Regions from separate parts of the Danio rerio genome. Here regions 2 and 3 are each linked to region 1. Evidence: chromatin contacts called from public Hi-C data. All regions are on one chromosome and are shown on one strand. Each heading gives the region's core, a stretch centred on a gene start, on an enhancer-like site or on the middle of the called end of the contact. The rest is flanking DNA. Distances are from core to core; before and after follow the strand shown.

Region 1 (3,931 bases), core at 418-2,917:
TGCATGAAAAGTGCTGTTCATGTTCTCTCTGCTAGATTGGATTCTTGTTGTATTGTGTGCATGCATTTCTGATTCTGACTGTATTTTGCTTGTAGAGCTTTTATTTTATTTGACAGTGTTTTTTTTACTGATCCTAAAACCGGATTGAATCGGGAGAAGTCTATATTATTGCACACGTAGTAGTTAGTGAAACCTGTGCATGTAGTCTATGCCATCCAGTATGTCATTTCCCTTTCAACTTCAAAACCACTATGATTGAAACGTGACTTCCTCCTCCTGAGTTTTCAGAAACTGACACTAGCAGCTCTACGGATTCTCTCTCTGCTTTATGCTGTCATCATGTTTAGACACAGCCGGTCCTCTTGTCATACAGGACAGTTTCAGTCCACTGATTTATATTAATGGACAATGGAATGTTGGTTTGCAGCTTTCCACTGTGTCAGATGTGAGATGTTGTTGTGCTGATTGTAAAAGGCCTCAGTCCTCTGTCAGTCCGGCATCACAGTGCTTCAGTATTATTATTATTCCCTCCAGAACTGTCTTGAGCATCTGTCTCACGCCTCCAGAAGCCACTGCGTTCATTGTGTTTGGTCTTGGTGTTCTGAGGCGCAGCTCATTTATTAGAGGAGAATTGTGGCCAGAATTGCAGTGTTAATTTGGGCTTTACACAGAAAATAATGGAAAAACAAAAGCACTGTGGTTGTTTTTCCTCATGAAGCATGTTAAGTTAACAAACTGCTGTCATGTTTACTACAGTGAACTAATAAACAATAAGAAATATTGTAGTTTGTATTACAGTAACTGAACTGTGGGTGTATTTTAGTATAATATACACTACAGTGGTGTTAACTCCTGTATTGGGTCACTTGCTTCTATTACTATAGTACTGTAGAATCACAACACAGACATCAACTCAAATACTTAACTACAGTTCGGCTCAAAAACACTATAAATACGCCCTGCCTTACGCGTTTATTCTCATGTGTGCCCATCCCAAACCGTTTAAACAAACAAAAGCTTAAAAATATGTCTAATAAAGGCGTCAGACAGGATTATTATGTTAGAGAACAACCTTCTCTCTCCTCTTCACGTTGACAGCTCAATGCAGACTGACGTCATTTCAGACCGGTGATATCACAGTCGGCCAAAGTGAGACACTTCTCACTTTCTTTCATCCACTTTCACAATTATTCATCATCATCATCATCATCATCTGACTGTAGGCCGGCTGAACAAGAGCGCGCTTTAAAAACAATAACAACTTTCGGTCGATCGTGAGCGCGCACAGCCCGGCCAGTGCACAGAACTGAAGATTAATTACAAAACCTTGACGAAACATGGACCAAATTTACAACAGATGATCGTGTTTATGATCTGCTGTGATTGCTCTATTGCTAAAGATCAAATATTGAACGTGGTTTGGTCCGATCCTGTCGGTTAGCCTTATTAGCAAGTTAGCTACAGGTATTAGTGGCCAGATTTCAACGAAACTAACGTAAATAATCAGTAAAATCATTGAGCGGGTGTTGTGTGTAGAGTGCGCTGCTCTTACCCACACTGCGAATGAGTTTAGACCTCCAGCAATCCGAATCCTGGCGAACTGGAAACCTCTCGTTCGTGCAGAGCCGCTTGGTTGCCAAATTCGCCATTTTCTCCAGTGAGCAAGCGCAGGGGAGCGCGCACGCTCACTGATAGCATTGGCATGTGACGTCATGGCGCACGCTCCTTTTGTTTTTGCGGACTACACTGTCACCTGCTGTACGATGTGCTCAATGATTTACACTCACCGGCCACTTTATTAGGTACACCTTACTAGGGTCGGACCCTCTTTTGCCTTCAGAACTGCCTTAACCCTTCATGGCAGAGATTCAGCAAGCTACTGGAAATATTCCTCAGAGATTTTGCTCCATATTGTCATGATAGCATCACACAGTTGCTGCAGATTTGTCGGCTGCACATCCATGATGCCAATCTCCCGTTCCACCACATCCCAAAGCTGCTCTATTGGATTGAGCTCTGGTGACTGTGGAGGCCTGTCTATATATTGCTGAATGCAGTTGTATTTTCACGTTTTAGTTTTGTGATGTCATATTACCCAAACAGAAGTTTCATAGATTGAAAAACATGAGTAATAAATACATTTCTGTGTATTTAAATATGTCAAAAAACCCTTTTGTCATGCAGTTTTTTATTTATTTTTCTGTCTGATGCCCATGCATTTGTGTCACATTTCATATCTTGTATGATATTTTATAGACTTAAATGACATGAAATATAGTGTACACATATTTACACGTGAAACACGAAGAATAAAGATTTAGTTATGTTGCACATTTGAAAAAAGAAAAAAATATATACATTTCAATATATTGAGCAATGCATATGTTGCAGTTCTGGGTATTTATGTGCATAGTCACATTATGTTATTGTCATATTATTATGTAAGTGTCACTTTAATCATTCATTTATTTTCTTTAACACAGGGAGAACATGCAACGTGTCACCACCCTAAGTATGAATTATAATAGTTACTTATATATTAGATATATATAATAGATATATCATATTTTACATATAATAAAGCCTGAAATGATTCATACCCAAGCCAAATTCTGACTTGAAATTTAAATAACAGCCACAATGAGGACTTTTGTACATACTTTTTGGAGAAAGATAATGAATATTGTCTTTTTTTGGTAAAAAAAATAAAAAATAAAAAAATAACTTACTAGTTAAATAGAAGTTACTTAAAGTCAGATTTTTCCAGGGGTATGAATATTGTAAATATAACATTGTTTATTATTTGTGCAGTCTCCAGGCCGGCAGGGGTCGCGCGTGTGTTCTGCAGCGGGAGATCAGCGTGTGTTGTTCAGTTCAGCACATGTAGAGCAGCAGCGACATGCAACAGAGGAAAATATAAACGTGTGCTGCTCTTCCTCCTCGTTTAAAGGTTTATTTGTGTGGATAATAACACAGATATATTAATAATATCTCCTACTGTCGACACTCCGCGAGGGATGAGCCATGAAGAACCGCGGCGGTTATAATATTGACCCGAGACTCAAACACAGAGTCCACCAGGTAACACACAGCTCTAATATACTAACTTACAGTGTTTTTCTACCATACTATAGACTATAATCATGTAAATATATATTATAATATTTACAACTTTTTATTTATGAATGCTTCAGTATACTGTATTATTAGCTATAGTGATAAATACTGTAGTATACATGAGTGTTTACCACAGTAAACTGGTGTGTTGTTGTATAATATACCCTACAGCTGTTGAAAACTCCATGCCCAGTTGTTTATGTTACTGTAGTGGTGCTACAATAACTGACTAATAACCCCAACAGATTAATTCAGTATGGTTAAAACACTATAGTGTTTACTATAAATCACTGCGGTAAATGTAAAATAAGATTGAAGAATACAGAAGAGTAAACATGTAAGTGACGTAATGCTCACACACACTGAACGTGTTAAAGTATTATAAGGACGGTGATTAACATCATCTGAGTAAAAACTGAAGTGTACTACAGTGCTTATTACAGTGGATCAGTTCACTGTAGTTCATACTGCAGTATGCTGGAGCATTCATTAACATAGTTGTACACACAAAACAAAACTATGGTGTTTGCCAAGACATTACTACAGTATTTCTTGCTGTGAGCAGTGTTTAGGAATCAGATCTTGACCTCAAAATCCTCATCAGTTATATATCTGAAATCAGATTTATCTTTCTAAAACCTTTATAACATTTAAATGGGGGAGGCGCGGTGGTCTCACAGCAAGAAGATCGCTGGTTTGAGTTCCAGCTGGGTCAGTTGGTGTTTCTGTGTGGAGTTTGCATGTTCTCCCCGTGTTGGTGTGGGTTTCCTCCGGGTGCTCCGGTTTCCCCCACAGTCCAAACACATGCGCTATA
Region 2 (3,931 bases), core at 875-3,374, 350 kb before region 1:
AACATGTAAAAAAAAAAAAATGTAATTATTTGGTAGACTCAAAACCAAATTAAGACTCAAAGTTAAGACTCAAAACCAAATTAAGACTCAAAATTAAAACTCAAAACCAAAGTCTAACTCAACACACCATACCATATTTTATTAATTAATAATTTTATACACCAGTCTTTTATTGTTTAAAAGATTAGGAGCTCTGACACCCAGGAGGAGCTCGGAGTAGAGCCGCTGCTCCTCCACATCCAGAGAAGTTAGCTGAGGTGGCTCGAGCATCTGTTTTGGATGCCTTCAGGATGCCTACCTAGGGAGGTGTTCCAGGCATGTCCCACCGGGAGAAGGCCTTGGGGAAGACCCAGGACACGCTGGAGGGACTATGTCTCTCGGCTGGCCTGGGAACGCCTCAGGATCCCCCATGGAGGAGCTGGAGGAAGTGTCTGGGGAGAGGGAAGTCTGGGGTTCTCTCCTAAGACTGCTACCGCTGCGACCCGACCCCGGAAAAGCAGACGAAAATAAATAAGCAAGTTTAATATTTTATTTATTTATTTGCATTATCATCATGGAATTAGAAAATTTGTATTTTAAATTGTTCATATACATGTGTGTGTGTGTGTGTGTGTGTGTTTTTTTTCATAAGTAATGTGCATATTTTTCCATGTTGAAAATAGAAATGAGTGTGTATGGGTGTTTCCCAAGACTAGGTTGCAGCTGGAAAGGCATCCCCTGCATAAAGCTTATGCTGGAATAGTTGGTGGTTCATTCCGCTGTGGCGACCTCTGATAAATCCAATAGTATCTGGTCTGGATGCAACCTTTATAATGCAAGCTGAGATTGCATCTCTCAGCAATGCAATGTCAGACACAATGCACTCAATGGAGTGTGTGACGTCACTGTGACGGGTAGGGTTAGGGGTGGGGTTAGGTGAGCGCATTAAAAAGCATTAGATGCAGCTCAGATTGCACTGCAGCAGGTCTGCATCCAGACTCCTCTCGATAAATCAGAGATTACACCCAAGGAAAGTGAATGAATGGATGAAAATAGAAATCGTTTCACATACGGCCGACAGGTGGCGCCTTTGAATCGTTTCATTGAAGATGGTTTGAATCACTGTATTTATTTATTTATTTATTACGAACTGAATTCTTGTGAGACGTCTCTCCACATGTTTAACCAACTTTAAAAGTTCTAAAAAAACTAATATATCTTAAAAATGTTTATTACAAATAAAACAAACAAAAAAATACTTCTTGGCACAGTGGGTAGCACGATCGCTTCACAGCAAGAAGGTCGCTGGTTCAAATCCCGGCTGGGTCACTTGGCATTTCTGTGTGGAGTTTGCATGTTCTCCCCGTGTTGGCGTGGGTTTCCTCCGGGTGCTCAGATCCAAACACATTAGACTAAATTGGCCATAGTGTATGTGTGTGAATGAGTGTGTATGGATGTTTCTCAGTACTGGGTTGCAGCTAGAAGGGCATCAGTTGCGTAAAACATGCTGGATAAGTTGACGGTTCACTCCACTGTGGCAACCAGAGATTAATAAATGAACTAAGCTGAAAAGGAATGAATGAATGAACTGGTAATTCACATTCAAAACATGGTAACTAAACTTTTACTTTACTTTGAAAATAAGTTATGCAAGAAAACATTCCCAGATAAAATAATTTAAGCAGTATTAAATAAAAATGGAATAATTTCAGTTTAATTAGACAATAAATATCTAAATATCATCAGAAAATATGTTTTTTTCTTCCTTTTGCCTATATTTAAGTAATCGATTATTGTGTTTTAACAAGCTAAACTGATGTAAGAGCAGTGTAATCTTTTGTTATGTATGACACAATAGTTATAACTCAAAGTTGCGCGGTGGTTGCAGCATACCTGAATCATGAATATTCATGAAGTAATCAAATTACGAAAATACTTCCTTCTTCCTTTATTTTACTGTGAACTGCTCACTTCCTTTCTGTTTAATTCCACTGTATTATGTTCAATTCTTTACATACAATATGTCCAAGTTTAACATTATACAAAAATAAAATCAAACAATAAGAAAATATTTATTATTTTGCTTTACCGTGAGGAACAAAAAGTTAGCATGCTGACGCACTTCCGCGAACTCAAACCGGGCCGGATGTCGAGTTGTTGTTGTTGTTGTGGGGGTTGAGCTCTGGCTCCGCCGGCTCTGGCTCGTATAAATAATGATATTTGACCGTATTTCGATGTGTTGATGTCGGTGTGGAGCAGGCGAGAGCACAGCTGATGGAGTAGGACAGACGGAGGAGTTCATCCCTTAGTTTTTACTGGTTTTAGGGCTTTATCAGGATGGAGACCCGGGTGTCGGAGCTCTTCGGATCGGCCGCCTCACAGAAGTGCGCCTCTCCGGCAGCCGGTGCCAGAAAAACCGCCAAAAATGGCAGCAAAAAGTACAAAAATCGGTCTGGCCGGTATCCAAAAGCAAGCAATAATCCGCCTTATCTACCTCCAGAGGTGAGAGCTCCAACAATTAAACACATCTGATGTTTTAATCTGGCTGTGCTTTCTTTTTCCTGCTTTTGACATGTTTTAGTTACTCTCGGAATCTCTTAAGTATTGCTGTATTTTAGGTTTTGTTAGACTATAACGTTAATATAGTCATTATATAATGTCAATATGTTATTTATGATATTAAGATATGTTAAGGTAACTACTGTTGAATGTGCTAGTAAATATAAACTCGATAAAATTAGCTTGATAACAAACGTAACGTATATTATTGTCAAATTGTGACAATTTTATTCTATAAAACATATTAAGCATGAGCTGAATAATATAAAATTCAATATAAAAACACTGTTATAGCATATTATTTAAACTAAAGGCAAAATAATTTACAATATTGTGGTCACACTTCACAGTAAGGTTCTGTTAGTTCAGTTTAGTTTATACATTTACTAAACATGAACAAACAATAAACAATACATTAACTACAGTGTCTATTAATCTTTGTTAATGTAAGGAAAGGTTGCACTATGATTAACAAATGCTGTATAATAATATTGTTCATTTTTCACGTTGGTAAATAACAAATGAATGAACATTACATTAGAAACAACAAGAACCTTATTGTAAAAATGTGACCCGTTTAATGTATATAACTAATATTAATAAATGCTTTACAAGTGTTATCGTTTTTTTTGGTTTGTGTTAATAAATACTTTGATGAAAACGTGACCCTTTTAATGTGTGCTGCTATTGTATAATGTACACTGTCAAGATTGCTGGGTTACACACAATTTCTGCATGTTGTCGCAATACAAATCGCTTGTTAACTCAATAGTTTTTACAAGCTTAAGTGGATTGAACATAAAACTATTAAGTTGTCCTACAAAATGCTTAAGAACTTTGTTGTTTCAGCCTATTTTAAATAAGTAGTTTGAACAAGCAGCTAAAGTCATTTTTTTGAGTCTATAAGGTTAAGCTCTATAGTAGTATTTTTGCATTTTTGTTTCTAAGTATAGCATAGTTTGTCCATTATTGTAAGCTCATAATAATAATGTGTTACATGAGAATTTTAAATTATATTTATGGTTTTCACTTCATTGTTTGTTTCATTGTCAGATTCATTGTCAGATGAGAGAAAGGCAATAGAAATGTAATGCAAGGTGCTTTTCCGTAGCTGTGACAAAGTTTGCTGTTGTCTGGCTGTCATTGGATAGTGACACACTACAGCGGCTGTGTTTGTGGATATCTAAAATAAGGCGAGAAGAGATGATGACGAGCAGCTGATTCAGTCTGACACTCCAGTGCAGATCAAACAGATGATTATTACAATAATAGGTTGAAATATTATGGATGAAATGTGTGTGTTTATGCTTACATTTGGTCAATAAATGCACAAAAATGACTCTATATAACTAGAAATAGCATATTATATTCAAGTAAAGTGCTTTGAGGGGAT
Region 3 (3,931 bases), core at 692-3,191, 300 kb before region 1:
TTTATTTTTTCCATAACAGCGAAGCATTCTGGGAAATTCCCTGTAAGCTCTTTAAACCGCTATAAATCATTAAATACACAGTTCTAAACAAAGTCAAGCACAGGATGTTAATTATAATTATGTATAGGTTCACTATTAATAATAATATTCAGTTATGATCAGTTTTATGTTACCGCTGATGTAAACTGTAGCTGAGACGCGTCGTTTATAACGACTCGCCCACCGCTCTGTATTCGGATGTGAGGGCGATCTGGCTGCGACATCTGTCACCCCATTGATCGCTAGGGTTGATTCGGCTGATCTGGCTGGCTAGGCGGGTGTCCCCTTCCTCCCTCACCGCTCCACGTGTGTCCCTCCCGAAGCTCCGCGCTCGGTGGAAGAGGACGAGTTTCCCCCGGCGGACACGAGCATCGCTGGTATAGAAGTAGCTGCGCTCCCCTGCTAGAACCTCCAAACAAGCTCAAGGCAACATTTGTAGGCGAAACGTAGGGAAGTCGAGCTCCAAGACTTCAGACACATCCAAATGAGGCACTGCATGTGGCAGTCTGCCTTTCTTTTGACACTTCAATCAAAACATTTTTATATTTATTATATATATATATATATATATATATATTTTTTTTTTTAATATATTATTTATAAACATAATCTTAAAATATTTTTGAGTATTTACAGATACATTTAGAGTATTTGGAGTATCAATACCCAAACATTTGTATTTTAGAGTATTTAGATATTATAGAGAGAGTATCCCAGAGTAGATATAGAGTATTTTAGAGTATTTAGCTATATATATATATATATATATATATATATATATATATATATAGAGAGAGAGAGAGAGAGAGAGAGAGAGAGAGAGAGAGAGAGAGTATCCCAGAGTAGATATAGAGTGATTTAGAGTATCAATCCCCAGATATAGAGTATTTTAGAGTATTTAGATATATAGAGAGTAAATATAAAGTTTATGTATCACCAGATACAGTATGGTAGATACAGTATGCAGTATACCAGATACAGTATGTAGATATAGAGTATTTCATGTCTCCATCCCCAGATACAGAGTATTTTTGTGTTTAGATGGAGTATATGTATATAGAAATAATATTTTATGGATTAATCACCAGAGCATTTTAGATATAGAGTGTTTTAGAGTATTTACTTATGTATAGACAATATAATAGATTAGTTTAGAATAGATATTAAATACAATCTAATGGGCAATTTATTAAATAATATGAAAAATACTCCGTATAATTACGTTTTTTACGTTACTGTGATGGGTTTAGGGTTGGGGCATTAATAAAATACAATTTAATAGGTAATTTAATAAATAATATGAATAATACTCGGTATAATATAATTGTACATTACTGTGGGTTGGGGTTGGTGTTATTAAAATACAATTACATGGATAATTTATTAAATATTATTAATAATACTCTGTATAATTACTGTTTTACATCACTGTGAGGTTTGGGTTTAGCGGTAGATGTTAATGAAATACAATGAACGGGTAATTTAATAATTAATATTAATAATTCTTGCTATAGTTAGTGTTTTTACATTACAATGAGGGTTGGGTTTAGTGTTGGGTAGAAATGGACGTTAATAAAATGCAATTAGTAGTTAATTTAATTTAATAAACAGTTCTCGTTAACTTCTGTCAGCAGCTGTATCCCTTCTAGCAACAACCCGTGAGAATGGCATACCTGTTAATGTCAGTTATTTATATTATTTTAATAAATTATTCATGAATTGTATTTTATTGACTTCTGACTATCCCTACCTAAACCCTCGCTGTAATGTAAAAATATTTAACTATAAAAATAATAATTTAACTCAATATTTATTTTCAAGTGCGCCAGAGGGCAGTGCGCAGATCACACTCGCGCTGCTCCACACAGAGACAGACGAAGAAGAAGAGCTCGAGCTTTACCCGCGGAGAACACCAGGAAGTTCCATAACACAGACAGACTTTCATAATAATCCAGATTTATGATCTCACGCTGATGGATTTCGGGAAGGAGCGAGTGGTCGCGCTGGTGGACATGGACTGCTTCTATGTGCAGGTGGAGCAGAGACTGAAGCCCGAGCTGAAGAACAAACCCTGCGTTGTGGCGCAGTACAAGACCTGGAAAGGCGGAGGGTGAGGAAACTGACAGAAACCCGCACACAAATGAGCAAAACAGCACAGATTTAAGCAGAAATATACAATATAACCAGAGCTGGGAGCTTTATTTCACTACAGATCTCAAAATACATACTTTAAAAAGACATGTGTAGCGTATTCCGTTAGATTAGTCACGTTTAGTAATGTCCTGCATCGCAGATATACAGTTACAGTAATTTTAATTGGGCTAAAGTTGGTTTTATTTGCACACATTCAGACTTTCTCCTTAATATAAAGTTTGTTTTATTTTCACTCATTCATTCAGTGATGACTCCTGACACCCTCCCTGTATAGTTTACCATGGTATTTTGAATATTGGGTGTGAAACAGCATGTAAGTATGAGTAAAAACAACATCTGCGCTATTTACTGACTGTGATCAGTGTTGTATTTTGATAGCCACCGGCTGATAATGTGATATTGAGGTAAAAGTTGGCTTTATATTCATCATATAATTTCAGAAAAGTGTTTTTTGCAAACCATAAATGGGGAAATCACATTATCAGTCAGTGAATATCAAAGTACAACACTGCTTATAGTCAATAAAATAATGATAATGTCATTGTGAAGTCAGACCTGCATGCTATTTCAGACCAAATATTAAGTTTAGCGTTTCACAAGTTGTCACTGTTCAGAAATGAGCAAATGTGTTAACATATAACCAGCTTTACTTCGTTATCACAAAATACATTCATTAAAAAGTAATTTGTAATGTATTCTGTCAAGTTAAGTACCGTCCTACATCACTAATATACTATAGCAATTTTTAACTATGCTTTAGTAAAGTGTATTATACTGTATATTAGAGCATTTAAAATACTCAATTAATGCTTCAGCATATTAAACCAACTTCACCCCAATAGAAAACTGACAGAAAAACTGCTCAGAAATGAGCAAAACAGCACAGATATAAGCAGAAATATACATTATAATCAGAGCTGGGAGCTTTATTTCACTACAGATTTCAAATACATGATTTAAAAAGACATGTGTAATGCATTTTATTAGTTTAGTAATGTTACCGACCTACATTACAAATATACTATAGTAATCTTTATTGGGGTAAAGTTGGTTTTATATTTGCACATTCATTCAGTGACGACTCCTGACACCCTCCCTGTATAGTTTACCATGGTATTTTGAATATTGGGTGTGAAACAGCATGTAAGTATGAGTAAAAACAACATCAGCACTATTTACTGACTGTGATCAGTGTTGTATTTTGATAGCCACCGGCTGATAATGTGATAATGAGGTAAACATTGGCTTTATATTCACACATTCAGAATATATTCAGTGAATATCAAAGCACAACATTGTTTAGTCAGTTAATAATAATAATAATAAATAGTGCTGATGTTGTTTTGAATTTCAGACCCAACATTTAAAGTAGCCGTAAACACTATAGAGAGCATTAAAATGAACACTTGTGTGAAAATAAAGCCAACTGGACCTCAGTCTTCCTCAGAGGATCTGTGTTAAAGTGCTGTGATTACTGTGTCCAGCATTATAGCGGTGAGTTACGAGGCCAGAGCTCATGGAGTCGGCAGGAACATGTTCGCGGATGATGCCAGAAAGCTGTGTCCAGATCTGCAGGTGGCTCGGGTCCCAGAGGCTCACGGGAAGGCGGATCTCACACAGTAAGAGCTGTTTATTCTCAGAGCCACTTCAACAGTTATTACTTTCTAATTACAATTTAGATGAAGATTAAATGTCAAAGAATTTATTGCGATTAATTGCAATGAATAGTCCCATACAG

What was found. Hi-C and Micro-C count contacts between places; a contact is called where the count stands out from the background.
Region 2: a Hi-C map of hematopoietic stem cells shows a contact between it and region 1, with 2.7 times the contacts expected there. The contact joins the promoter of gtpbp2a here to the promoter of wu:fc17b08 in region 1. A contact is called at or near these places in 3 of 18 Hi-C or Micro-C datasets (caudal fin, hematopoietic stem cells and an unstated tissue) and 1 of 4 datasets of contacts at active chromatin or transcription factors (embryo).
Region 3: a Hi-C map of an unstated tissue shows a contact between it and region 1, with 4 times the contacts expected there. The contact joins the promoter of polh here to the promoter of wu:fc17b08 in region 1. A contact is called at or near these places in 1 of 18 Hi-C or Micro-C datasets (an unstated tissue) and 1 of 4 datasets of contacts at active chromatin or transcription factors (embryo).

The regions. Positions count from the first base shown.
Region 1 is chr13:424,742-428,672 of GRCz12tu, reverse strand. wu:fc17b08 reads right to left here and starts at 1,667. Exons shown (of 7, transcript XM_678958.10): 1 at 1,553-1,667. The coding sequence starts at 1,649. It overlaps nvl (nuclear VCP like), which reads left to right and starts at 2,897. Exons shown (of 23, transcript NM_213484.1): 1 at 2,897-3,081. The coding sequence starts at 3,025.
Region 2 is chr13:776,509-780,439 of GRCz12tu, reverse strand. It overlaps gtpbp2a (GTP binding protein 2a), which reads left to right and starts at 2,124. Exons shown (of 13, transcript XR_012389061.1): 1 at 2,124-2,481. It also overlaps a transcript of nrxn1b not described here.
Region 3 is chr13:723,466-727,396 of GRCz12tu, reverse strand. polh (polymerase (DNA directed), eta) reads left to right here and starts at 1,941. Exons shown (of 10, transcript NM_001040247.2): 1 at 1,941-2,149; 2 at 3,678-3,812. The coding sequence starts at 2,013. rn7sk (RNA, 7SK small nuclear) reads left to right here and starts at 236; the gene lies at 236-557. It also overlaps a transcript of nrxn1b not described here.